Regions from separate parts of the Pan troglodytes genome. Here region 2 is linked to region 1. The links are chromatin contacts, called in public Hi-C maps. All regions are on one chromosome and are shown on one strand. The core of a region is the stretch at or near the end of the contact, and the rest is flanking DNA. Distances in the headings are between cores, read along the strand shown.

Region 1 (2,700 bases), core at 132-2,631:
CAATGTACTTGAAAAGCTTACTTCTGCATAATGCTAAATACCACGTCAGAAATCACAGAGCCCTACGAAGTTGAATTTTTCATTGAAGGATCATAAGTGAAGTTTGAGGGGAAAGTATACAGTTCAATAGATCTCAATATGAAATGGCATATTATTGTTATTTATATGTATATTTAATATTATATAAAACACTTTTGCTTTAACTTAAGCATTTGGATTCTGATTCTTTGAGGCGTGATTATGGTATTGTCGTTCACAGCTTAGCTATGTCATCTCAGATAAATTAATGAAATGTCCAAGCCTCAGCTTCAGCAATTCTTAAATGAGGGTAATAGTATTAATACCCACCTGACAAGATTACCCTGAAGACGGAACAAGATAATGTAAAATGATGAATGAAGGCCTTTACATACAGTAAGTGCTTAATAAATGACAGCTCATTATCATTATTGTTTTTATATTTATTTTTGGTTGAAAATATTAATCTTCTGAACTACCCTTACCAGTGCCAAAACAACCATAAAGAAACAACTGTGCAGTCCTGTTATCCACGTGGCATGAGTTACAGGGTTCATTATACTGAAGACAATAAAAACCAAAAAGAAAACAGCACCTTGGAAGGAGCTATTTGCAGAAGTCTCACTCAAAAGAGTTCAAAATTGAGAGTTCCAAACCTAATAAAGATAACACGTCTGCCCTCTGGTGGACATTCATTTTGAGTTAGAATTTTCTCTGCTAAGACTAGAGATTTTTCAACCTTCCTAAAATGTCAGGGTGTTGTAGCTGGAGTAGCAAACAGTTCTGCCTGCTTCGTTTGAATTTTGTCTGATAAATATGCAGGTGAACGTCTAAATGCACAACATGCATGGGCAAATGAAATGTTTTATGGCTACAGCGTAATGCTCTCCTCATTTTTGTTCAGCTCCTTCAGGAGTTAGTGATTGCTAAGGGTTATTTACAAGAAATCTGAGCTGTCTGATCACTCAACTGTGGAAGGTAAATGAGATTTTTAAGGTGTAGGGAAAAGGAGAGGCAAATGGTAAAATGGGCCAATGCGTGAAAAAGAGGGAGACGTCAAACTTAGGTACTGGAATTGCTGGGATGTTGTCATCAACGATTTGATCTGATGGGAAAGGGATGCTTAATGTTTCTTCTGTGAGGTGTGTGCCTGTACCACACACATGCACACATACAGTGGAGTGGAAATTATTCCTGCAAAGGGCAGCAGTTCTCAGAGTGTAGTCTTTTCTCTTCCTACTCAAATTGGTAAATATAAATAATCAAGACTGTTTTGGTGGCTTCTGGTTCCCCAAGTAGAAAGCATCTTAGTTAGCAATTCAGTGAAGTCACTGACCTTGAAATAGGACACCAGACCTATTGCTGAAATGTCTTCCACCTCACATGCCTTCCCTGCCTGCTGTCCTGCTGAACTTGTTGACTCTATGCACATAAGGACTCTCTGGGGTCCAAATGACGGGGACCAAGCTCGCACACATCATTCAGCGAATAGGCTGGCTCAACTAACCGAAGGTTCCATGGGCTCTTCTAGCTTAAGGTGGCTGTATTCCTTGGGGCGGGGTTGATGGGGAATGAAAATAAGGTCATCAAGGTCTCTCTCTCTTTCTCTCTGACTCTCTATTTCTCTCTCCTTCTCCCTCCTTCCATCACTTATCTCTGTTTTCTTTTTCCATGTTGGTTTCATTCTCAGGTAGACAGTCTTCGTGTGGTGACAGGGGTGACCTGAGACTCCAAACCTCTGTCTTCATCACTGCCTTTGTTTTCAGGAAAAGGAGAGACTCTTACTCTCAGCATAACGCCGGTCCCTGAATAAGGACGGCATCTCTCTGTCTGTATCATAAGCCCACTTTCACACCAGTTACCTCTTTGGTGGGAGTGGGTTACTCTGAAGAGCCTCAGTCATGTGCCCAGCCCCGTGGGGTTTTTGTTTTGTTTTGTTTTTTTGAGATAGAGTCTCACTCTGTTGCCCAGAATGGAGTGCAGTGCCTCCATTTCAGCTCACTGCAACCTCCACCTCCCAGGTTCAAGCAATTCTTCTGCCTTAGCCTCCCAAGTAGCTGGGACTACAGGCCTGTACCACCACACCTAGCTAATTTTTTTATTTTTAATAGAGTCAGGGTTTCACTATATTGGCTAGGCTGGTCTCAAACTCCTGACCTCATGTTCTGCCTGCCTCAGCCTCCCAAAGTGCTGGGATTACAGGCATAAACCACCGTGCCCCGCCTTGCCTGTGTTTTGGGAGTCAAGGCGAGATGATGAGAGGGGAGGGTATTTGCTGACGAATAGTGGCATTGTGTTGCTAAAAGAAGGGCAAAGGGTGTTGGATGGGAATAGCCGAAACACGCATGCGTGATGTTCAGGGCCCTTAGTCCTTGTTCTTTTTGTCTCCGCAAGTTTGCCGAAGTTGCTCTTTGATAATCTTTCTTACCTTTCCAAATTGCACCTACCCTTTGACGTATAGCTCAAGTTGTACTTTCTCTGTGGACTTTTTCTCCGAGCCTGGCTTCAGCTTGCCTTCGATTTTAAGCTGAGAGCACTTACCTGGTCTACCCACTGGCTGTTTAAGTGCTAACGGTAGCTCCTGCTGTTATTGTTATCTCTTATTCCAACCTTCTAACATTTTTTCCACTGTTTCATTTTGTTTTTTGTTTAATGGTTTTATTACTCTTTGTTTTGGGGACT
Region 2 (2,700 bases), core at 50-2,549, 480 kb after region 1:
AACTAGTGCCTGTCTTGCTCTAGCCCCATCTTAGGGTTAAGGCCAAGACCCAAAACAAGCAACATGAACATCAGAACAGCACCAGAAACCCCAGGTAGGCTCCACAGATGAAAATAATGACTGTGGCAGCCATGGTACTCAAATGGAAGGCCTGCTTTCTTTTTAGAAGGAACCTAATTGGCAAGTAAGTTGCTGTTTGACTTGATGGGCGTAAACTCACCGTTCTGCATCCCACTTTCCCGATCTTCACTTCAGTTGCTTAAATGGAGTGCGCTAAACCTCAATTTGATAATTGCATCCTCAAAACCTTTAATGAAGGTGCCTATCAAAGTGTAAATAATTACCCGGTAATCTTGTATTTGCAAACTGCATCTTGGCTGTTTACGCTTCACCGAGGTTCAAATCAGAGGTTCAGGGCTCCCCCAGCCCTCACATTCCTGTTGATGTCAGAGGAATTTCAAGGACCCAGAGGACAGCATTGTAACACAGTTCTCCAACGAAGGCGTTCACCTTCACTCCCTCCCAATGCTGCCCTCTGTCATTTTCTGGTGCTATTTATAAATCCAAGGGAGCATTGCTGTTTTGTTTTGGTGCTGGTGATGCAGACACTCATCGTCATCAGAATTTTTGCCCTGACGCCGGGCACGGTGGCCCACACCTGTAATCCCAGCACTTTGGGAGGCCGAGGCGGGCAGATCGCTTGAGCCCAGGAGTTTAAGACAAGACCAGGCAACAAAGTGAAACCCCGTCTCTACTAGAAATACAAAAGTTAGCTGGGTGTGATGGTGGGTGCCTGTAATCCCAGCTACTCAAGAGGCTGAGACGGGAGAATCACTTGAACCTGGGAGGCGGAGGTTGCAGTGAGCTGAGATGGCACCACTGCAGTTCAGCCTGGGTGACAGAGCAGGACTCCGTCTCAAAAAAAAAAAAAAAAAAAAAAAAAAAAAAAGGTTCTGCCCTGAGACTTTCAGGCCTGGCCTTGTTGCTCTGGAACTTGCTCCCTCCTCGCTAACCTGTTTCCTTCTTTGGAGATTACCCACTTTAGCTCACCTGGGGAACACACACACCACTGACCCAGTTAGGGCTTCTTCCAGCCTCTTCTCTTTTTTCCATTCTCTTGACTGCGTTAATTATTCACAGGAACCCGTCAATGAAAGCGCCAGGGATCATCCAGAAGGCTGACCACCAAATTAGAACAAGAAAATACTTGAAACAGTTTGCGTGCTGTCTGAGGGTGCAGCTATGGAGAGGGCATGTTTTAGGTGCTGGGGTCTAAGAGAAGTGAAAAGAGACGCCAAGCCAGGTGACTGACAGAAGGCAGGCGACAAACCCAGGCTTCCCAGGCTCGTACTTTCTCTTCGGTGCTGTATTTTTCAGCACACCAACTTGCTGAGAGTTTGCAGCTGACATCTCGAGAAGTAGTCTTCTGAAAAGCTGAGCGAAAATTATTCACCTCATGTAAAAACAAGTGCGATTTACATCTAATATGGGTAATTACTTTTACAGTTAATTAAAAGCGCTCTCATTAAACTCCCGCTGTGATGCCAATGCATAGCTCTTATTTGCAAACAGACCCTTGGTTTGAGCTCACCTGGTGACAGGAGACTCCTACCTGAAACAGGGATGCCTTTCTCGGTACTATGTTTAATTGTGCTGAGCCAGCAAACCTCGAGTTACCCGGCCTTTTACCCCACGCCAGCTCTGCTTGTCTGCATGGCTAGATTTTGAGATATGGAAGCGTCTTGTCCTCTCATAACCACACTCCAAAAAAAAAGTAAGGTGAAGAAAACAAAATAACTCACAGGAGGTAGGGGTGCCAAAGAAAGGTAGGGGACTCAAAGAAAGAAGTCAAGATGAAAAGCCTGCTATCTTTATTTGCATAATAGTTTGGTTGGGGATCGTTTTGTAGTTGTTCTGGCTTTACAGCTTTTTCCTGCCTAAGAAGATATTTACTGTCAGAGAAAATATCCCCTAGGCCCCCTGAAAATTCCTCCAAATATTTATAGTCAGCAGCTCTGCCCTGCAACCTACCCAACTAAGGTAAACTTTACTCCCTTGGTTGAAGTGATTTGTGTGGAGATTTTACTTAGTTTACATGCGTTGTTTGCTGTTTGTATGATTTCAGGTGAAATAGCTCTTACATCCTGAGTCATCTTCATATTTAGGTTGAAACCATAGACTTTTCGGAATATTCTTTGCCCTGAAGCATCTCTGCCACGCTGAACCTTCTTAAACACATATTAATAAAATGTCTCCTCAAATGATCACATTCCTAGTAAGTAATTAGGGCTTAGTAATTAAAACATGCAGTCATTTGAGACTTAAATTTTGAAGGCACAGAAAGATTGAGAAATTTAAAAAGTTTACGGACCTGATGAATTGGATACTCTTGTATAGGACTTGGTGCTTTCGGTATTTTTTGCAAAGTTATTTGCTCCCATCTGCTGGCCACATGTGATATTGCAGGTGCTGAGCTAATTTGTGAATGGAAAAGGAAGTGAATAAAATCTATCACTGCAAACATTTTATACTATTCTTCATGTATTCAAGTGAACTGATTTGAATCTTGGTTTTTGTTTGTTTGTTTGTTTTGTTTTGTTTAGTTTTGTTTTTGCGGTTGGAGGATTAAGTGAACACAGACTCTGAAGAATTCTGCTGAAAGGCAAGCATGATTTGAAATTTTTACCAACATCAGAGTTA

The links. Hi-C and Micro-C count contacts between places; a contact is called where the count stands out from the background.
Region 2: a Hi-C map of induced pluripotent stem cells shows a contact between it and region 1, with 2.8 times the contacts expected there. The contact joins two enhancer-like sites. A contact is called at or near these places in 2 of 7 Hi-C or Micro-C datasets (induced pluripotent stem cells and stem cell-derived neural progenitor cells).

The regions. Positions count from the first base shown.
Region 1 is chr18:8,813,445-8,816,144 of NHGRI_mPanTro3-v2.0_pri, forward strand. The region is part of intron 4 of RBFOX1 (RNA binding fox-1 homolog 1); the gene reads left to right. Among named protein-coding and RNA genes, the nearest start is that of RBFOX1, 930 kb to the left of the region's middle. Within about 2 kb of position 1,382, at least 2 of the 24 cell types and tissues checked have an H3K27ac peak or open chromatin away from gene starts, as enhancers often do. A contact at or near this core is called in induced pluripotent stem cells, where this site is marked.
Region 2 is chr18:9,289,477-9,292,176 of NHGRI_mPanTro3-v2.0_pri, forward strand. The region is part of intron 5 of RBFOX1 (RNA binding fox-1 homolog 1); the gene reads left to right. Among named protein-coding and RNA genes, the nearest start is that of RBFOX1, 1.4 Mb to the left of the region's middle. Within about 2 kb of position 1,300, at least 1 of the 24 cell types and tissues checked has an H3K27ac peak or open chromatin away from gene starts, as enhancers often do. A contact at or near this core is called in induced pluripotent stem cells, where this site is marked.